7 separate regions of the Mus musculus genome follow, and regions 1, 3, 4, 5, 6 and 7 are each linked to region 2. Evidence: chromatin contacts called from public ChIA-PET, HiChIP or PLAC-seq and promoter capture Hi-C data. All regions are on one chromosome and are shown on one strand. The core of a region is the stretch at or near the end of the contact, and the rest is flanking DNA. Distances in the headings are between cores, read along the strand shown.

Region 1 (2,700 bases), core at 200-2,699, 380 kb before region 2:
CCTTGGCTGTCCTGGAACTCACTCTGTAGACCAGGCTGTCCTCAAACTCAGAGATCCACCTGCCTCTGCCTCACGAGTGCTGAGATTAAAGGAGTACACCACCACTGCCCACCTTCTGATCTTAATATGGTCACTTTTCAGCACCATGCTAAGTGTTTTCTGACCATTTTCATCTATCCTTTGTGGCCAGGTAAACAGTACGTCTGTTCATTTACAGATATGGAAACTAAGCAACAGAGTCGCTTTGATCCTGAGTACAGGATCTTGCAAATCCTTGTTTCCCTTGAGGGGCAAATCAATAGGAAACATGAGTGACCAACTCCTGAATGTTACCATGACCAGCCTGGGTTCAAGACCTCTGCACTGAGAGACCAGCTTGTTTGGATTTGCAGAGAAAGTTGGTATCTATCCTAGAGCCTTTGGAACAACAGCATAATTGGAAATGTATGTGGAGGTCATAATGAAATGATTCAGTCAAGTGACACTTGGTGCTGTGTGACAAAAGAGAAGACCTAGGCTGGCACTGTCCAATACAAACTCAACAGAGACCATATCTGTAATTTCACTCCTGCTACATTCTTTAGATTCAGTCTTGTGTAGCCCAGGCTAACCTCAACGTTGCTATGCAGTTGATGGTGACCTCAAGTTTGTGGTCCTTCTTCTTTACCTCCCAGGTGATGGGCCTACATAGCATGTAACACCACCCAGAAAAGCACCAACACGGTTACTGTGGCCAGCAGTCACATGTTTAAAAGTGCAAAGAAAGCCAGGCTGGGGGTACCAGTCTGTAACACTGACTATTTGGGAGGCAGAAGCAGGAGGTCACCAGTTCAAGGGCGGTCTAAGTAACTTAGTTAGACATTAAGAAAAAAAGGGGGGACTTAGCTCAGTGGTACAGGGCTTGCCTAGCATTTGGGATTGAGGCCCTGGGTTTGCTCTTGAGCAGTGAAGAAAGAATACTGGACACCTCATCTTAAACTGCCCATGTTTCAAGTACTCAGGAGTTCATGGCTACTGTGTTGGACAGGTCCTGCTACTATCCAAATACCTGCAATAGAAAGGATGTGGCCAAGGGTCAGAGGCTGAGCCACAAAGAGAAATCTGTGGACTGAGGGGACCATTGAGATGGCTCAGTAGGTAAGAGCACTTGTCATAACAAGCCCTGGTTCAATCCCCAGAACCCACGGTGGAGGGAGAGAACTGACTCCCTCCTACCCACACAAGCGTGCCTCTGACACGTGTGCCCCTGTGCTCATACACAAGCAATATAGTAAAAACGCTTTGGAAATAAAGAGACCATGAACTGGGAGTGTGGCTCAATGGCTTGCCTAGCATATATGGGGTCCTGAGTTTAAAAGCCAGCTGTACAAAACAAAGGAAAAGAACCTGGGAGGCTCCTTGGGAAGGCAGTGACAGCTAAGGCCCGGCAGGGGGCAGAAGAGAGCCTCTCTGCAGCCAGGGACAGAAGAAGTAGAGCGGAAGGTCCCTCTGTTAGGTGCTTTCCCAGACCCTGCTATGGCTGCCGCCTGGGGCTTTCCCTCTGTAGATCAGACTGGCCTCAAACTCAGAGATCTGCCAACCTCTGCCTCCCAAGAGCTGGAATCAAAGGTGTGTGCCACCACCTCCTTTGGCTTTATTTTATTTCTTTTAGTGTGGTAAGATACCTCCTTGCCTTTTAAGTCCCAGTTAATGACTAGAGGTGTCTGCAAAGCTCATGTGTCTAGAAAGAACACGGGGTGATTTTTAAAACAGATCACAAGGCCCAGAGCAAAGTTAAGATGTTTAAAGACCTTAAGATATGCAGGTAGCGTGTATATATGTCACTATTAAACCGTTTTACCAACAAAGTTTGGGGTTTCAAATTTCCTATGTTTAGGGTTTTTTTCTTTGATTTTTGAGGCAAAATAGCCTTCAGTTCTACATATAGTTAATGACCAAGGACTTCTGATCTTCCTGCCTATGCCTCCCAAGTGCTAGGATTACAGCTCTTTTTATTTTATTTTTTAAAAGATTTTAAAATTTATTTTTATTATATGTAAGTACACTGTAGCTGTCTTCAGACACCCCAGAAGAGGGCATCAGATCTCATTACAGATGGTTGTAAGCCACCATGTGGTTGCTGGGATTTGAACTTTGGACCTTCAGAAGAGCAGTCAGGTGCTCTTACCCACTGAGCCATCTCACCAGCCCCTGAGCTCTTTTTAAAAAATGAAATTGGGGCTGGAGAGATGACTTAGTGGTAAAGAGCAGTGACTGCTCTTCCAGAGATCCTGAGTTCAATTCCTGGCAACTGCATGGTGGCTCACAACCATCTGTAATGGGATCTGATGCCCTCTTTTGGTGTGTCTGAAGACAGCTACAGTGTATGTAAGATACATAAAATAAATAAATAATTTCAAGAAAAAGTAATATAAATAATATAAATAAATAATTTCAAGAAAAAAAAGAAAAAGAAAAAATGTGTACACATACACACACACAAGTAAATTTTTTCTCTGCCTATGTGAATTTAGGGTCCAATTTGTAATACTGGATTGGCCCATGAGAGGATTATGATATACATCATTTAGGAGGGCAGATCCCCAGGGAAAGCCTATGGAAAACTGAGCATGAAATTTGGAGTCAGATCTGGGTTCAGATCCTGGCTTTAACCATTAATTTATTCTCTGAGCCTCAATTTGCTTATCTATAAAACGGGGA
Region 2 (2,831 bases), core at 144-2,643:
GTTCTTGGGGTGACTTTAGGTAAGCTCCCTCCACTGAGCCCCGGGTCACAGCTACAATAACTGATCTAGAGTTGCAGACACTTAGCTATTGTCTAGGTTTCATTCAGTTTCCGTTTTTGTTTTTGTTTTCGTTTTTAATTATTTAAAATGAAACATTCTGGAAGTTGGCTCAGTGGGTAAAGGTGCTTTGCTTGCCTTGCCGCTAAGCCCGACACTTGAGTTCAGTCCCTGGAACCTCCTCTTGCAAGTTGTCCTCTGACCTCCGCACATACTCTGTGGCACACACATAAACAAATAAATAAATTCAATGAAAAAAAAGATTTGTAGACTTTAACTTAGATGACATAAAATTCATTTGTAATATTCAGTGAATTGTTAGTTTTTACCAACCCAGTCAGACAGAGGACCCGTTGCTATGAGAGACACCTTTTCTGATCCAGCTCTTAATAAAATCATTTGCTCGCTGAGCAAAGTGGTGGCACACGCCTTTAATCCCAGCACTCGGGAGGCAGAGGCAGGTGGATTTCTGAGTTCGAGGCCAGCCAGGTCTACAGAGTGAGTTCCAGGACAGCCTGGGCTATACAGAGAAACTCTATCTCAAAAAACCAAAAAAAGTATAGATGCCATCCAGAGTTCTCATTTTGCTCGTTAGCCTGGAAACAAGCTTTTGTGTTTTCCCCTCACTACTGTAGAATTTTCTTTCATCTCATGCCTTCTCCTCTGCAGGCCCCTTCTTTTTATTCCTACTGCTCAGAATAATCTTTTAAAATCAAAGTTCAAAGTTTTTTGTTTTTTTTTAAAGACTGGCTCAGGTAGTTTGGCTTGTAGCTAAGGGTGACCTTGGACTCCCAAGCCCTTTTTCCCTACCTCCCAGTGCTGGAATTACAGGTGTTTGACACCACACCCGACATTAAATCAAATTTTATCCCTTCATTCCTGTTTCAAATACGCAAAGAGTTTGCACATTTTCTTTGTCTCCTTCAGCCTGACCTGTTTCTTCCTATGAAACCCCTTTTCTGGTCCCCTCAACCCCAAAGGCTTTCCCTGGGAAGCGGGCTGCCCAGGGAGCCTCCTGTGACACACAGTGCTTGCTGTCTTCGGCTTGCTGGTTTTCTCCCTGGCCTGTACCTGGCACACACTGTCGATTTCCTCAGGCCGCTTGCACACCCAGGGGTTGCGTGTAAGGGTGGTTTAATGGAATCCCCAGTATAGGACTAGCTGACCATATTTGGGAGGTTTCTAGCATAGGGTAATCCTGGCCTGGAGTTCCACTGGGCAGGATGGGTGTGGCAGCTTGAGTTTCTGCTCCTGGAGGAACTGATTCTCAGCGGTTGGGGCAGCCAGTTCCGGCATTGGTCGGTTCCCCTTCTGTATTGCACAGAGCGGGGAAACCACTGAAGTCATGTGCTCTGCAGAACTTGTTCCACTGGTTTCCTCTTCACAGACCCCTAATTCAGATTCCCACCCTGATGCTTTTCTGCATATGTATGCTCTTGGTCCGGGCTTGTTTTAGCCTTGCCACTGTAGCGTTCTGGGATAGGCACGGCTTTGTTTCCCTGGTGGCAGAATGGGTAGGGCCAAGAACTGAAAAATGTTATCAGTAGGACCAGGTAGACAAGTATTATGTAACCACGGAGCTCCGCCTCTAGAAGATTTATTTCTGGGAATTGAGCAGTCTTACATTCTCTCTCTCTCTCTCTCTCTCTCTCTCTCTCTCTCTCTCTCTCTCTCTCCCCTCCCCCCCCTCACACGCACATCCCACACACGAATATATAGCTAACTTACTTATTAACACACACACACACACCCCACACAGATATATAGCTAACTTACTTTTTTTTGTTTTGTTTTGTTTTTGTTTTTAGAGACAGGGTTTCTCTGTGTAGCCCTGGCTGTCCTGGAACTCACTCTGTAGACCAGGCTGGCCTCGAACTCAGAAATCTGCCTGCCTCTGCCTCCCAAATGCTGGGATTAAAGGCGTGCGCCACCACTAATTTATTACCACACACACACACACACACACACACACACACACACACACAAACACAAACACACACCACATGGATATATAGCTAACTAACTTATTACCACACACACACACATATATAGCTAACTGACTTATTACCCCCCCCCAACACACACACGGATATATAGCTAACTAACTACTTCCCTCCTAGCTCTTAGTGTGTATGACCTCCACTCCTCACACCAACTTTAGGAGGTGTTAGGTGTTGCTCCTGTCCGTGTTACAGACGGGAAACGGAAGTCCAGTGGGGTCAGATATCGTGTCATTCTTGCTTACTCTTGCTTCCTTCCCTCTTTGCTCAGGTAGGGTAGGGCATGTTCCTATCTTAGCTGTTGTCACCTCCACTCTTCCCAGGCCTGCTTTCTTTATTGAGTCCTCCATCTTTGTTCTTTTCTTGTAGGCACGCCTACATCTTCCTCACAATGACTGAACACACACAACCCTGGCCCTGGATTTCCCCCCATCCTGGACTGATCCCCACTCCTTCCCCACTTCTTGTACCCCCCTTTCTGTATGTCGTGTCTCTTATCAACTCATACATCTATGGAAGCGACATCTTAGACACTCGCCATGATAGTGTCTGTCCAGGTGGCGGGCCAGCAGCCTTCACCTAAAAGGCAGTCTCAATGAAGACAGCTAGGTTCCGATCACAGGGCCTCAGGAAGGCCAGCTGAGCTAATTTACTCTATCCTCCCCCTTCTCCCCCCTCTCTCTTTTGTTCTCTCCCTCTTCTCCCTTCCTCTCCCCAGGGTCTCTGTGTAGCCCAGGTTGCCCTTGAACTCAGAAATCCTCCTGCCTCTGCCTC
Region 3 (2,816 bases), core at 45-2,544, 410 kb after region 2:
TGGCACATATGTAGGAGATCAGAGGAGTCTTTCCTTCCACCACGTGGACTCTGAAGATCACACTCAGGTCATCAGGCTTGGTGGCATCTTTACCCACTGAGCCACCTCACTGGCTTCTGGGTTGCTATTATTTTTATTTTGAGACAGGGTCTCACCATGCTGCCCAGGCTGGCCTGGGACTCACCAAGATCTGCCTTATCTCTGTTTCTTGACTGCTGAGGACCTGGGTTCTGGGATGTTTTTATAAGGACAGGATAATCTGCTTTCTAAGGGCTCTGCCTTCATGAGCTAATCTTAATCTTATCAAAGCCCCACCTCCCGATATGGTCAAATCTGGGGACAGAACTTCAAGATGTGAACCTGGGGTTAGGGGTAGTCTACAACAGAGAGTAATATTTGTTTTGCTACGTAGTCCAGGCTAGTGTCCGTTTGCTGGGATCCTCTAGCCTCAACTTCCCAAGAGCTGGACTTTTAGTGGGCCAGCTCAGTTTCAGGCAGTAATTTTAGCAATCTTTTTTTCTTTTGAAACAGGATTGCAAATGTGTAGTCCAAGATAGCTTCGAATTTGTGTCAATCTGAGACAGGAGGATTTATAGGTGTGTGCCACTACGATCTAGCAAGCAATCTCCCCCCCCCCCCCCCCCAAGTAGCTATGGCTGTCCCGGAACTCAAAATGTAAAACAGACTGGCCTCGAATTCAGAGATCTCCCTGCCTCTGCCTTCCAGGTGCTGGGACTAAGCACGGGCTCCTACATCCATCCAAATATTAATCTTAAAAGGAAGAAAAGTGTGGAATTTGTGGAGATGTTCATTGCAGTATGGTATCTTACGCTGTAAATTGGAAACATGGATGCTCAATAAACCTTTAACCGGATGATATGCATTTCGCCCTTAGTGTCAGGAAACCCAGAGCCACCCGGAACTCACAAAACCTAGAGGGAGGCACTATTCCTTTGACTAAGAAACATCACTATTGAGCCAGGCAGGGAGGCCACGAAGCACCGCACGGTTTTGCCCTTTCTGCTCCTGCCTAAATCTTACTCTTGGAAGACCAAGAGAAAAAACAAAAACAAAAACAAAAAAAACAAAAACACAACAAGAAACAGTGGCGCGACCTTGCTGGGGTTCCGCCACTCCCGCCCTGCCGGGTCAACGGCTGCGCACAGCCGCCCCGCAGCCATAGCGGACCCCGGCACCGACCCAGCGGGAGGCGACCGAGTCGGGTGCCAGGGGGCGCTGCGGAACCCGGCGGGGGGCGAGGCAGCGGCGGGACCCGGCACTAGGGGACGCTGCGCGCGGTCCCCCGCGCCCCTCCTCCTGCCGGGCGCACCGCTCGGCCCCGTGGAGGCGGGAGCGCGGGAGCACAGGCGCGGGGCGAGCGCAGGGAGCGCGCAGCGGCCCTGGCCCCCGCGGGAGCGCGGCTGCGGGGCCGAGCAGGGGCGGTGGGTGGCCAGGCGTCCCTCTTAGCCTGCGCAACTGCCCGCGCGCGGGCCGCGGTCCCCCGGGATGCGAGCAGTGGCGGCTCGGCCGGCCGGGTCCCGAGCGGCGCGGAGGCCGGCCGCGTACGGTAACGGGCCAGGCGGGGCGTGGGCGAGGACTCCAGCCTGCAGGCCGCGAGCGTTGCGGCCCCCGGGTGCCGGTTGAGCCCCGAGGGCCGGAGGGGGGCTGGGCGGGCCGGAGGAGGGGGGTTACATCTCGGCAGGTAATTGCCCCACGGTGACCCAGCTCCTGCTCCCTAGCTCCGCCCTCTTTGGCCCGGACCCAATCTCCAGGGACTAAAAATATTGCCCGGAGGCTCCTGAGCGGAATCAGATCGCATTAAGTAGGACGCAGGCTGAGGTGACTGAGCTTTTCAGCACCAGGGCCCGAAGAGCAGACTCCAGAGAGCGGTCCCGCCCACGCGCGTTCAGCAGCTAGCGTCCTCCCTCCTCCGGCAGGCAAGTGGGGACTCGCGGGCGGTGGCGGCAGGCACTGTGGGTCGTCTCGAGTTGCCCCGTTTCGGAGCCGCTGTGCCTGGCTTCCGCTACCCTGGGGACTTTATCAGTCTCGCCGCTAGCTTCCTAAGAGTCCCTTTAAAGCACTCTGGAAGCCAGGACTGGAAGTTTTGCACAGCAGGAATCAGTACTGATGGGGACAATCCTAGAACTGGGTTGCGTTAGAAACATGGGCATTTCTTTTTCTCTTAAAAGAAATCCATTCTGTATTCTCTGAGATAGGATCTGGGCCAGGCACTGTTTCTGCTGAGTTCCAGTCAGCCCCAGGAGGTCACAGGGGAGGCAGGGTGTGAGTGTGTGTGTGTGGGGGGGTTGTCTGTCTCTCCAGCTGGTGATTGTACCCCTAAATCAAACAAAATAAAACCTCTTGTATTTATGTATACATCTGAAGGGAGGAAACACGTGGCTTGGGAGAGCCTTCTCAGAGTCCTGAGCAAGCTGTTTGCAATCAGTGGTTGTGTAATGAAGTGTGGGTCAGAGTTGGGGCTCTGTTATCCCTGTTTGTTTGTTTGTAATGTGTTACATTTATTTATGTGCATGTACGTCACAGAAAACATGCGGCAATCAGAGGACAATTTGTGGTAGTTGGTTTTCACCTTCCACCATATGAATCAAATGAATCGCTTTGGTTGTCAGGCTTGCCTGCAAGTGCCTCTTTACCTACTGCACCCCCACACTCCACATCCTGGTTTCTATAGCTTGGGCTGAGGGGAATCAGAACTCCTCTCCTACAGGACCAGCCCCAAATATATGTGCTACTTGTGTGTTGGGAGTCATAACCAAGATTTGGTACTTGAAAGCTTACTTGCTTTTTTACCCAGA
Region 4 (2,963 bases), core at 338-2,837, 380 kb after region 2:
GCCTCCAAGGAAGGGGGAAACCACGAGGCTTTCATTCTGAGGTAAACTTTCAGGTCACAGGACAATTGGGAGGAGCACTAGGGGACTCCCTTGCTAGATAGGGCCAACCCTGTCCCTATTTCCCCTAAATGGGTGATGTTGCTCATAGCCTAAGGAAAATCTCTGACTCACTTCCTGCCTCAGTCTCACCACAAGAGTATTGTTCTCCCAAATGTGCATGTGGTGGTGCTGGTGGGGGCTACCCCACAGTGGTCCCCACAGGTCTTAGCTCCTTCTAAGGGAAAGCCCCCAATCTGGGAGGAACCAGACTTTTAGAGACCCCATGTCTGCAGTGTTTTAACGGATGCTCAAATAACAGATTCAGTTAACTTCATACACATCTCCATTTTCAGAGGGATAAATCGGGGCTCTGAGAATTTAAGGTTCGAAATAATGCAAAATAGTACCGCAAGGATTTGAGCCCAACTTTCCTGGACGACTTTCCACACAAATGATACGTGTGTATGTGTGTATGTGTACTACTTTGAGGGTTTTGAGGCAAAGTCTCATGTGGCCAGGTTATCTCACAGAGAGCAAGAAGGGATGTGCAGAGGCCGCTGGCGACCTTGGAACAACCCAGCCTGGGAAGATCTTGGCCCGGTTCCCCTCTTCTTTCTCAGCTCGAGCAGAATGTCAACCTTCCGCCAAGTAGCACAGCCGTTTTCTAGGGCAGGAACCCAGGGAGGGAAGGGCTCTGGCTGGTATACTGTAAGTAGCTTGGAGTGAAACGCTGCCAAGTCTGAGGCCTGCTAAGTTGTGTAGCTTAAGGAAAATTATTTAAACTTTGTGTGCCTCAGTTTCCTTATCTGTAAAGTGGGATTAATAATGTCATCCTGAGCGGATTATGTGGATTAAGGAATGTACATAAGGAGAAGATAGGGTGAACTGATTGGCCCAGTGCCTAGCTCTCCGTTGTTGCAGGGGGAAAAAAAAGTATTGGGAAAAAAAAAAAACCATAAAAGGAGGTGGGCTATTTCTGTTTATCCACCTGTCTCTACAAAAGCAAATAAAACTGTGACTCCTCTAACTGGAGGCACGAGGGCTGCCCTGCCGCTGTGAGATCCGACCTGAGAGTGGAGTTGCCCCAGGTCCGCCATCCCAGGGCGCTTCCCTTGACTATCCCCAAACTCAAAACTCGGGACCCAGGAACCTCGGGCAAGGCAGGGCCAGCTTGGACTCTCCCCAAACCCCCCGACCCTCGGCCCTTCCCTCGCCATCTCGCCCGCGGGCTCCCAGTCCGGGTCTCCGAAACCATCTGCCCGGGAGTTTGCGGGGCCAAGAGCCTAACGCGGTGCGGACCGAGGGGCCTGGGGTGGCGCGCAGGGACCACGCTCCCTACCCGCCCCGCTGGCAGCCGCAGACAGGGCGCCCCGAGAACGCAGGGCCCGCCGCGTGGAGCTCTCTGAACACCGGCCGGGCCCGGCCGGGCCCGGCCTGACCCGACCCGGGCGGCGAACGGGCCGGGCCGGCTGCGGCCGCCGAGCGCGGAGGTGGCGCCGCGAGGGGGAGGGGCGCGGCGCGGAGGAGGAGGAGCCCGGGCCGCCGCCGCCGCCGCCGCCGCTGTGACAGCGGCCCGAGTAAACAAGCCGCGCCGCCGCGGCCGGGCCGCTGCCCCCCGCCCGCGCCCGAGCCCAGGCCGAGCCTTGCCCTGGTCGCCGGCCGGGCCGAGGCCGCGCCGCCGCGCCTCCCCGCCTGCGCGCCGTGACGCCGCTGCCGGGCGCGGGGACCGCCGGAGCCAGGCCCCCGCCGCCGGGCTCCGTGCTCGGCCGAGGGGTACCCGAGCGGCCGCGGCGCTCGTCCGGAAAAGTTTCCCCGCCCGGGCTCCCCAGGGTAAGCGGCGAGGGCGCGCGGCCCGGGGCCGGGGAGGCGGCGCGCTGGGGAACCGGGCCCGGAGCGGGCGGGGGAGCGCGGAGCCGGGCGGCGCAGCCCCGGGCCTCGCCGGCCGCCGGGCTCTGGTCGCGGATTCTCGGCCGCCGCGGCGGGAGGACGGGAGCCGCGCAGCCCACCTGAGCGCCGGGCTTGGGCCCGCGCCGGTACTTTTCCGCTGGGGCCGGGGCGAGCCCTATGACCTCAGGAAGCGCCGGCGGGGCCCCTGCTGGGGCGGGCTAGGCAGAGCATTCCTCGGACTCTGGGTGCTCCCGCCTGCCCGCGGTCCTCCGTGGCCCCGGCGGCCGGGGCCTGCGCCTGGTGGGGCGCGCTCCCGGGAGGGCACGGGGTCCTCGGCCGCCTGGCACACCTGTACGGCCGGAGCGGTCGGGGGCGGATTTCGCGTGCGCGCACAGGCCGGCTTGGGGGAGGCTCGCTCCGGGCTGCCTCCTGCCGAGGCCTGGCCGAGGCCCCTGCTGCCCCCATCCATCGGGTGGCTAGCCGAGGGGCGGCCTGCTTGCCATACAGGTCTGACAGCAGACACTAGTCTGCTCGGTGCCGCCGTTCCCACCGCCCCAGGGCTTTGCGCCTAGGGGAAGTGGACTTTCATCTCTCTGAAGCACTGGGATTCTCTCTGACTTGGGAAGTGCCAAGACGACGCAGGTGATGTGGCCCAGTGAGGGCATGTGGCTGCTGGCCAGGTGTGGACATAGAAAAGGAGGGTGGGCGAGCAGATTAGGTGTGTGTTTCCTGTTTTGGGCTTCTATCTAAAATTTGTATTTTTTTAAAAAGAGGATCCTATGGCTTAAAAAAAGTTTGAAAGCCTCTGTCCTAATAGTTTTTAACCACCAAGGAAACTGAGGCCCAGAGAGTGGAAATGACTTGTGTAAGTAGTTGAGCAGGGACTAGGAGTTAAAATTTCCTGGGAGGTGCCTGTAACAGGACCTGCCTTGGGGTCTCTGCTGGAAAGAGAGACCTGATTGGGTTTCCCAGCAGTCTTTGGTGGCTTGCTCTGTGGCTGCCTCAGCTGGGTCTCCAGGTCCTAGAAACAGCAGCCA
Region 5 (2,862 bases), core at 266-2,765, 340 kb before region 2:
AATTCTTCAATGCATGCATTGAGCATCTACTATGTACAGACATATCCTGCCTCAGCATTTCACTCTGGCTTCCTGGAGACCCGAAGGAAACCCTTAAGGAAGATCCCAGGCAGGCCCGCCCCACTGCATGACTCCAGGGCACTTCTTACTGCACTGTCCAAGTAGGGGGCTAGGGGGCACTTGGTAAAGAAGAGGGAGCCTTGTTAGGGAAGGGAGGGAGGGCAGAAGGTATCATGTCAAGCTTTTCAGTCCTCTGCTTGGCCTTTGGGGAGCCAAGACAAGATGGCAAGTTCTTTAAATGCCAAGGACACCCCACCCCATCATCTGCTTCCCCTCTCATCTTGTAGACCAGATGTTCTTCCCTCCTGGGACCTTTGCTGACAGCACACAGTGGGTACATCACACAGTGGGTACTCAGAACATGTTTAAGGGGTGAAATAAAGGGGGTGCTTTGTGCTGGGGAGGTACTACACAAGCAGAGCTCAGAGCACAGAGTGAAACACACAGTCCCCCAGCCCATAGCTGCCAGTCAAGCTGAGGGGCCCTCCCACTATGAGCTGCTAGTCAAACTGAGCCACCCCACCTAGTGAGATGCCAATCAAGCTGAGCCCCACACCACCCCACACCCCTGTGAGATGCCAGTCAGGCTGAGGAGGTGCTATAGGGGAAGAGGACAGACCATTATTTCCAGGAACTCGGCCCCCATGTTCTCCAGGCCATGGGCCACAGGTGTGAGGGAAATGGACTCTCGTTGCCTCGGTGTGTCGTCTGCCATGTGCTAGGCTCTTCAGCTGAAAGACAAAGATGTCACAGAGGGTCCACAGCCGAAAGGAGGGCCAGGAGAGAGAAAAGGAACCAGAGAGGGAGGGCGAGGGGGAGGGGAAAGGGAGAGGGAGAGAGAAGGGGAGAGTGGGAGAGACACCCTTTCTGCCCTCTCTCCTGATCCTGGGAGATGCAAGTCCTTGTAAGCTCCAACAGTGAACTGTCCCTTAGTCACCAGTCACCAGGAAGGGAAAGAGGGGATGGCGTAGGCACTGGTGTGGGCACGGCTCAGAAAAGAGCCCTTAGTTATCTTTACTTCCTACAACCGGTGAAAATCATTGGCAGGGGAGGAAGTGCTCATTTCATCCATCTTGAAGCCAGCGCTACCCAGGACTGTTCCACTCAAAACCGAACATTCCTCATTCTCAGTGAAGCTGCTTTTAGATGTTAGCTCACCTGCAAATGAGAGCCCAAACTCCCGTTTCCCCACTGCGGTCCCTCTCTTGCCCACACCTTAGGCCTTCCCTACTCAACAGCAGCTGGCTAAGCAGATCTTCCCCAGACACAGACCCTCAGAGGGCATGTGGAGCATGCAGCCAGGGCTGGGGGATGCCTGCTACCTGGGCACTCGCATTCACTGCTGTACGGAGAGGAGAGGAGCCCACACTACTCACAGATTTGTAGTGAGAAGGCAGCGTCAGGAGGGATTGACTGTTAAGAACTGACTGACTGAAGCACAGGTTGCTGTGGGAGGGCTGGGTCCAACCTGCTTGGGCTTTGGCCTGTTCACTTCTGTGGAAATTCCTGGGCAGAGTCCAAAACTGAAGTAGGTTGGGCTTCCCCAGAGCTCAGGGCCACCGCAGGGGCGGGGACCCCAGCCTGTTTCAGAAAAAGCATGATGGGGTAGCCTGGCTCACTCAAGCCGGGTCCTCTGTGGTCCTGCCCTCTGTCTGCTGCCCTTTCCCAAACCAACCTCTTCCTGGCCTTGCTCCAGGACGCCTCCTTTGGGAAGCCACCTTGGTTACTCTCTCCCTCCTCTTTCTGTCAGCATCCTGGAAATGTGTCTTCGTGTTGTGGCTCAGCCTCCTTTTCTCACAGTATCGGCGACTCGTTTTCCAAAACTAGAAGATATTGAAAGCGCTGTCTTTATCACAAACAGGTGGTGGCTCGGGGCTAAGCATCACACAGTCGCAGAAACAAGCCAAAATCACACCATTTCCTTCTCCCCTTTCTTCCTAGAGTGACACCCGAGTTACACGTGCAAAGTTGGGGGACAACACTTTCATCTACAGTCTTCAAACTAAATTTAAACTTACCTGACAGGATTTAATAATTGATGATGCACACTCTTTAATAATTAATTATCTTTTATGATACAAAAGATGCCTCACACAGAGGCATACACTGGCTGTTTTGGAAAAATGGAAAAGAAGAGGCTGGACATAAGTGGTACCCCCTGTTCTTAGAAACTATCTGTTTCTATTGGGGTTAGGAGAATATCGTCTCATCTAACCCAGCCTGACTTTGAACCTGCTATGTAGCCGAAGTTAGCCCTAAACACCCAATCCTCTGGCCTCCACATGTCCAATACTGGGATTCCAGGTGTGCATCTCCACACCCCTGGTCATGCGGAATGAAGCATGAAGGTGTTATAGAAATATACAGAGCCTAAGAATTTTTCTTATTTCCCCTTAAGTATACACTATTTTGTTATTCATTTTCCAATAGGAAATTGTACTGTTGCAGGGTTTTCACAACTTGCTTATCTGAATATACATATACACACACATACACATGGACACATACCTATATTGTATCTGGAGATACATATACACACACATGGACACATACCTATATTGTATCTGGAGATACATATACACACACATGGATACATACGTATATTGTATCTGGAGATACATATACGCACACATGGACACATACGTATATTGTATCTCGAGATACAATACCCACTGTCAGGTCACTGGTCCCCTTGATCATAAGATAAATGTTTACCTTGAGCAAGACTGGGATGGGGCCAGAGCAGATACTGAAGGAGCCCCCCTCAGCCTCAATGAAGGGAAAGGACCTTATCCGCTTTGA
Region 6 (2,700 bases), core at 60-2,559, 440 kb after region 2:
CCCTGCAAATCTTGGGACTTTAATTTCAGCTTCCTTCTTGTCTGTAGCCAGGGCTTAGAACCCCTGTTGGATTCCTAGGACTACGACTGAGGTGGAGGCGACTTCTTATGGGCCTCCAGGGGAGAGGTCCAGGGCTCCTGCTGACAGGCCTGTGTGGGGGACTGCTTTTCAGTTGGATGAATCTTGCCCAGCCAACCGACCTCTCAGGTATAATACTTTCCCTATCCTCTGAGGGTGACTTGGGGTACGGGAGATCTGATGGTGAGGGGTGGAGAGAGCCTCCTCTTCTCTTCTCTTTGGGACTTGGACCCCATTTTGCACTTTGAGCAGGGTGAAGGGGATGTGGGTAACCTCCCTTCTCTATAGACGTCTTGCTTCTCTCCAGCCCTGGCTCACCACCCCCATTTGTGCCAGACTACACGGGATGCAGAAGGCGGCCACTACCCTGGTTTTTTCTGTCCGCGCCTCTCTGACACTCCCGAGGAAGCCTACTGTTGCCACCTGCAGGCTGCCGGGGGTTCCTGCTGTACCCTGGATGAATTTGAGGCCCTGTACCAAGTTAACTTGTCTTCGCTTCAGCCACCACCCATCCTCAGGTAAGAACTCTAGTCCCGGATTCGCAGAACACTGGCAGAGTGCTCCCGTGTCTTGGGCACTGTCCTTGAATTCTGCAGTGGGAGACTTGTAGCTTCCAGATTAGTGGAGAGGAAGTCACTAAATCATAATTACAACCAATGCTGTAAATGAAAACAAGTAACAGAAGCTGCTTTGTCTTAAGGGGTTTGGACGGTGTTAATAAAGAGGATTTGTTAATCTTGGACACATTGTAGTAGGAGGTTTAATTCTGAATCTGCCGCGTTTGTCTTCAAGGTACTTGCGAGCTCCCAGATTTGTATGCAAAATATGTGTATGCATCTGTATTTATCCCCTGCTCTCGTGGGACTCTGGGCTCTGCAAACCCTGACTTGTAGCAGCCAGTAGACAACCTTGAGTCTCTCCTGTCTCCCCAGGGGTCCAGGCCCGCTCCTAGCACTGGGCATCTACACTCTACTGCTGATGGCACTGATGACTACAGATTTCGTGCACTTCTGCCGTGGTCGGGGACGGAGAGAAAAACAAAACTCCAGCGGCTGCCGCCGCCTTTCCTTTAGAGCCTCTTCCGCGCGCCCTCTACAGGTTCCAGTGGGAACAGACTAGGCGCTCGTGAAGCAGCCCTGAGCCTGAGCCTGCGCCTGCGCAACGCGAGTACCCCGCCCTTGCACAGACCCAACCACTTCTTGGCCTCGCCTTGTTTAGCGTAACACTGACGCATTGCTGGGGCGGGGCAGTCGCCGGCATCTCGCGGATCCCAGGGACACCTTTGCTCTAAAGACTGCGCCTGCACTGGCTCTTGGAGCTTAGCTTCGTGATGACTGTGAGTGGCCCGGAGACCCCCGAGCCCCGACCTTCCGACCCCGGGGTGCGTACTGATTCTCCTGTGCCATCTCCCCTTTCACACATGCGCCTTCGCACCTGGTCGCCGTCACCTTATTCTAGCCCTTCACGGGACTCGGCCAAGACCCGGCTCTTCTCCCAGGCGCGCTGCTCTGCCCAACGCCTTTCTCTCTCTCTCTCTCTCTCTCTCTCTCTCTCTCTCTCTCTCTCTCTCTTCTCTCTCTCTCTCTCTCTCTCTCTCTCTTCTCTCTCTCTCTCTCTCTCTCTCTCTCTCTCTCTCTCTCTCTCTCTCTCTCTCTCTCCCTCTCTCTCTCTCTCTCTCTCTCTCTCTCTCTCTCTCTCTCTCTCTCTCTCTCTCTCTCTCTCTCTCTCTCTCTCCAGGCCAGCTCAGCCGAGCAGCTGCGGAAGGAGGGCAACGAGCTGTTCAAATGCGGGGATTACGAGGGCGCCCTGACCGCCTACACACAGGCCCTGAGTCTCGGCGCGACGCCCCAGGACCAGGCCATTTTGCACCGAAACAGGGCTGCTTGCCACCTCAAGCTGGTGAGGGGATCGGGTTGCTCTAACCTGGTTCTACCTGGGCCTGGGATTGCCCATAGCCGCTGCTGTTTGTGCACCAGTTGGGCATTTCCTAGCCACGCACGATTGCCAGAGGTCTTTAGGCGTGGGTAGTGGGGGATCAGGTGGTTCAGCAAAACAAGGGTGCCATTGCCACTCTCAGGCTCCTGATCTTTCTCTTACAGGAAGATTACAGCAAAGCAGAATCAGAGGCGTCTAAAGGTAGGGTGGGTGTGGGTCCTCATATGGAGCAATGGGGTCTTCTGTGGTGGGAAAGGACTCTGGGGCCACCGAGCCATCCCTTTCTCCTCCTCTGGACCCAGTCACTCGTCTTTCTACTTGCTTTCCCACTTCTTCGGCCTTTCCTTTTCTGCAGCCGCCCTCACCTTTTCTGAGGCTGAAGCACCGAGCTCCACATTCGTACCCCTATCTTCCTTTGGCCCTCGAGATCTATCCCTACTGCTCTTGCCTGGAGACGGTGGCCTCCTGGGTGCTGATAGAGTTCCTGTTTGTGCTCAGCCATTGAAAAGGACGGTGGGGATGTCAAAGCACTCTATCGCCGAAGCCAAGCCCTAGAGAAGCTGGGCCGCCTGGACCAGGCTGTCCTTGACCTGAAGAGATGTGTGAGCCTAGAACCCAAGAACAAAGTTTTCCAGGAGTCGCTGAGGAACATTGGGGGCCAGATTCAGGAGAAGGTATGTGAAGGTA
Region 7 (2,925 bases), core at 316-2,815, 400 kb before region 2:
TCATATCTCTAGGCCCCTGTGTAATCTAATCCAGAACTTTATCCCACAATGACGACCCCTCTGGAGTTCACATGTTCAACATGCAAGCCCCAAGGGTTGAGAACTTCAGCAGCGATCAGTGGTCTCTCCTCAGTCTTTTTCCTAAGAACTCTGCTCTTCTGAGAACCCTGCTAAGGCCATATCCAGTTTTTAGCCCCATTACATCATCTTGGTTACACCCATGAGGTCATCTTTACCACACTATGCTCTGGCTTCATTGCAGACTTGCCTGTGACTCACAAGCTGCCTGTGTTGGGATACAGAATAGTTAAAATCAGGTCTGGGGGATTTCTGCAACTTTGCTGTGAGTTACTTGATGAACAATTGAAAGAACTAAAGGTCTTGGCCTCCAAGAGGGGGACCCTAGATGGCCACCATCTTTAAACAGTTGATGAGGACTCATTGACAAGATGGCTAAACTTTGCTTGCTGCCAAGCCTGAAGACTTAAGTTTGATCCCATGGTGGAAGAAGAGAACTGTCTTCTGCAAGTTGCCCTCTGACCTCCACATATGCCCATACACTCACCCTCATGTAGATAAACAGATCAAAGTAATTTTTAATTTAAAATTTAAAAAATTGTACAAAAATTGTCAAAGAATTATCATGAAACTAGAATATTCTTACATCTATAAGAGGCAGGTATGATGGTAGAGGGCTGCAATCCAAATACTGGGCAGGCTGAGACAGGAGGATATCCCTGACTTTGAGGACAGCTTGTTCTACCTAATAAGTACCTGGTCAGAATGAGACCCTGTTTCAAAAGATAGATAAACAAACAAACAAACAAATAAAACAGGGGTATCTATAAGATTTGGCTTTTTAAAATTAACAAAAAAGGGCTGGAGAGATGGCTCAGTGGATAAGAGCACTGACTGTTCTTTCAGAGGTCCTGAGTTCAATTCCCAGCAACCACACGGTGGCTCACAACCAATTGTAATAGGATCTGATGCCCTCTTCTGGTGTGTCTGAAGAAAGGGACAGTGTACTCATGTACATTAAATAAATAAATAAATAAATAAATAAATAAACCTTTAATGAATAAATAAAATCAATCAACAAAACATTACTTTGGTAACTAGAGAAAAAGAACATCAAAGTTACAGCCAGGAGGGGAGCTTGAACAAGCTAGAAGAGCAAACCAGATCAAACCAGATCAGAACTCTTTGTGATGTAAAACCAAACCCAAGAAGGTCTAAGATGCAGAATTCTCCAGTGCAGAATGGCTCTCACTGAGAGGGTCTTGTCTTTGGTGGGATTTAAGCAAAGAATAAATAGCCATGTGAGTCCAGCACTGCCAGAGAAGGCTGCCTAAGTGAGCCCTTTAACAGTGTCCTCTCATTACAAAGAGAGAAGTTTTCTTCCATTTGCTGGGGTTAAAGGAAACTTCTGGAAAGAATTCAGCCTTCCAGTCTGTACATACTGGGAGACCCTGTCTCAAAACCAAAACTCAGTCAACAATTCAGCTCTCGTCAGCCTCAAAGCAAAGCTGAACAAGCAAGCTGCAGGGAGGGCAGGGGTGAGCTCAGCTCACAGACAGCCCCGTGCTGGTGACTCAGCTCTGAGCTCTCAGTCTCTGGGTTTTATAATTCATATTCTTTTTCATGAATCTGAAAGGCCATTGGCAAAAATATGGACTTGGCTCTTCCCAGGTCAGGCACTGGTCCTGTTTGATCAGTGAATCACTCTTATGAGAGGAATCTTACAGTTAAAATACAAAGCAAAACCCCAAACAAAATATGGTGACAGACACCCGCCATGTCATGGGTGTAAAGTTCTCAGAAGTACTGGGAGTCGGGGGTGTGGTCACCCTCAAAATGATGCTTAAGGTCCCATCTAAAAACTTGGGTCTCACTAGCTGTGAGTCATGGTAACTCGTGCCGATGATGCTTACCACATGGTTGGAAAGAGGTCAGGTCTCATTCCCATTCATCCGAAGGCATGAGCTGGAGTTAGTGAGGAGAAGCATCGGTGAGAATGGAGCCATAGGAAGAAGACAGAAAGACACCAGTGCGGACCTGGAGCATCATTGTCAAGGTCGGAGAGACTCCAGGCTAAATTATAAGTTGTCCACACATGATTCTCTTCCATGACAATTTCAAAATAGACTTTTAGGAGCTTGGTGTGGTGGCACACAGCTGCAATCCCAGCACTCAGGAAGCCAAGACAAAAGAGTTGAGTTTGAAGCCAGTCTGAACACACGCACAGTGTGATTCTCTCAAGAACATTAAATAGGGTTAAAGAGATGATGGTTCAGCGGTTAAGAGCACGGACTTCTCTTCCAGAGGTCCTGAGTTCAATTCCCACAACTATCTGTAACAGAAGCTGATGCCCTCTTCTGGTGTGTCTGAAGACAGTGTCAGTGTACTCATCATATACATAAAATACATAAATAAATCTTAAAAAAAAAAAAAAAGAACATAGATGCCAGCAAGATGCTCAGCCCATGAAGGTGCCTGCCAACACACCTGGCGAAGGGAGTTTGATCCCTGAGACTCACGTGGTAGAAGGAGAGAACCAGCCCCTGCAAGATGTCCTCTGACCTGCATGCCCCTGACATGGCGGGTGTGTATCCACACAACAAAATAAAAAAATAAAAAGATTCAATAAAGTAAGCTTTTACATTTTACAAGTTTAGATTTACAAAAAGGGGTTGTTCAAACAATCCAGAGTTCCCATGGGCCCCAGCCCCCACATTGTTAATGCCAGGCTTCACTGTGTGCTAGACTGAATTTCATGCTCCAGGTGGTCGTATCAGGGAGTAGGGCCTCTGGGCAGAGGTTATATAATGAAAGCAGACCCTCCGTGAATAGCTTAGTATCCTCATAAGAGGCCTGGGTGAGTTAGATCACAGGCTTTCCCCACCCTTCGAGGACACAGCAGGATGG

Evidence for each region. Promoter capture Hi-C pulls out the DNA fragments that hold promoters and counts their contacts. ChIA-PET counts read pairs in DNA pulled down with a chosen protein or histone mark. HiChIP or PLAC-seq counts read pairs in DNA pulled down with a chosen protein or histone mark.
Region 1: a contact with region 2 is called in an RNA polymerase II ChIA-PET map of memory CD8 T cells, with 52 read pairs. The contact joins two enhancer-like sites. A contact is called at or near these places in 1 of 15 datasets of contacts at CTCF or cohesin (the NIH/3T3 cell line), 1 of 484 Hi-C or Micro-C datasets (CD4 T cells), 8 of 115 datasets of contacts at active chromatin or transcription factors (bone marrow-derived macrophages, differentiating embryonic stem cells, embryonic stem cells and 4 more) and 1 of 9 other capture datasets (embryonic stem cells).
Region 3: a contact with region 2 is called in an RNA polymerase II ChIA-PET map of memory CD8 T cells, with 3 times the contacts expected there. The contact joins the promoter of Man2a2 here to the enhancer-like site in region 2. A contact is called at or near these places in 7 of 39 promoter capture datasets (the C10 cell line, cranial neural crest, hematopoietic stem and progenitor cells and 4 more), 1 of 15 datasets of contacts at CTCF or cohesin (the NIH/3T3 cell line), 13 of 115 datasets of contacts at active chromatin or transcription factors (T-cell acute lymphoblastic leukemia, bone marrow-derived dendritic cells, double positive thymocytes and 7 more) and 1 of 9 other capture datasets (embryonic stem cells).
Region 4: a contact with region 2 is called in an RNA polymerase II ChIA-PET map of memory CD8 T cells, with 685 read pairs. The contact joins the promoter of Furin here to the enhancer-like site in region 2. A contact is called at or near these places in 2 of 39 promoter capture datasets (cranial neural crest and embryonic stem cells), 6 of 115 datasets of contacts at active chromatin or transcription factors (effector CD8 T cells, embryonic stem cells, memory CD8 T cells and 2 more) and 3 of 9 other capture datasets (adipose tissue, embryonic stem cells and liver).
Region 5: a contact with region 2 is called in a promoter capture Hi-C map of liver, with 3 times the contacts expected there. The contact joins the promoter of Slc28a1 here to the enhancer-like site in region 2. A contact is called at or near these places in 1 of 39 promoter capture datasets (liver), 2 of 115 datasets of contacts at active chromatin or transcription factors (bone marrow-derived macrophages and double positive thymocytes) and 1 of 9 other capture datasets (embryonic stem cells).
Region 6: an H3K27ac HiChIP or PLAC-seq map of thymic regulatory T cells shows a contact between it and region 2, with 4 times the contacts expected there. The contact joins the promoter of Unc45a here to the enhancer-like site in region 2. A contact is called at or near these places in 2 of 39 promoter capture datasets (liver and pre-B cells), 5 of 115 datasets of contacts at active chromatin or transcription factors (bone marrow-derived macrophages, effector CD8 T cells, lineage negative bone marrow cells and 2 more) and 2 of 9 other capture datasets (adipose tissue and liver).
Region 7: a contact with region 2 is called in an H3K27ac HiChIP or PLAC-seq map of embryonic stem cells, with 5 read pairs. The contact joins two enhancer-like sites. A contact is called at or near these places in 1 of 15 datasets of contacts at CTCF or cohesin (the NIH/3T3 cell line) and 3 of 115 datasets of contacts at active chromatin or transcription factors (bone marrow-derived macrophages, embryonic stem cells and fibro-adipogenic progenitors).

The regions. Positions count from the first base shown.
Region 1 is chr7:81,153,955-81,156,654 of GRCm38.p6, reverse strand. The region is part of intron 11 of Slc28a1 (solute carrier family 28 (sodium-coupled nucleoside transporter), member 1); the gene reads right to left. Among named protein-coding and RNA genes, the nearest start is that of Slc28a1, 41 kb to the right of the region's middle. Within about 2 kb of position 1,449, at least 81 of the 459 cell types and tissues checked have an H3K27ac peak or open chromatin away from gene starts, as enhancers often do. A contact at or near this core is called in bone marrow-derived macrophages, differentiating embryonic stem cells, memory CD8 T cells and 1 more, where this site is marked.
Region 2 is chr7:80,777,998-80,780,828 of GRCm38.p6, reverse strand. The region is part of intron 2 of Iqgap1 (IQ motif containing GTPase activating protein 1); the gene reads left to right. Among named protein-coding and RNA genes, the nearest start is that of Iqgap1, 24 kb to the left of the region's middle. Within about 2 kb of position 1,393, at least 245 of the 459 cell types and tissues checked have an H3K27ac peak or open chromatin away from gene starts, as enhancers often do. A contact at or near this core is called in T-cell acute lymphoblastic leukemia, adipose tissue, bone marrow-derived dendritic cells and 13 more, where this site is marked.
Region 3 is chr7:80,369,853-80,372,668 of GRCm38.p6, reverse strand. Man2a2 (mannosidase 2, alpha 2) reads left to right here and starts at 1,294. Exons shown (of 24, transcript NM_172903.4): 1 at 1,294-1,567; 2 at 1,740-1,937.
Region 4 is chr7:80,401,436-80,404,398 of GRCm38.p6, reverse strand. Furin (furin (paired basic amino acid cleaving enzyme)) reads left to right here and starts at 1,587. Exons shown (of 16, transcript NM_011046.3): 1 at 1,587-1,869.
Region 5 is chr7:81,113,452-81,116,313 of GRCm38.p6, reverse strand. Slc28a1 (solute carrier family 28 (sodium-coupled nucleoside transporter), member 1) reads right to left here and starts at 1,515. Exons shown (of 18, transcript NM_001004184.3): 1 at 1,437-1,515; 2 at 680-791. The coding sequence starts at 775.
Region 6 is chr7:80,338,828-80,341,527 of GRCm38.p6, reverse strand. It overlaps Unc45a (unc-45 myosin chaperone A), which reads left to right and starts at 1,309. Exons shown (of 20, transcript NM_133952.2): 1 at 1,309-1,459; 2 at 1,816-1,977; 3 at 2,178-2,214; 4 at 2,512-2,687. The coding sequence starts at 1,409.
Region 7 is chr7:81,181,656-81,184,580 of GRCm38.p6, reverse strand. No RefSeq gene overlaps it. Among named protein-coding and RNA genes, the nearest start is that of Gm44968, 23 kb to the left of the region's middle. Within about 2 kb of position 1,565, at least 58 of the 459 cell types and tissues checked have an H3K27ac peak or open chromatin away from gene starts, as enhancers often do. A contact at or near this core is called in bone marrow-derived macrophages and embryonic stem cells, where this site is marked.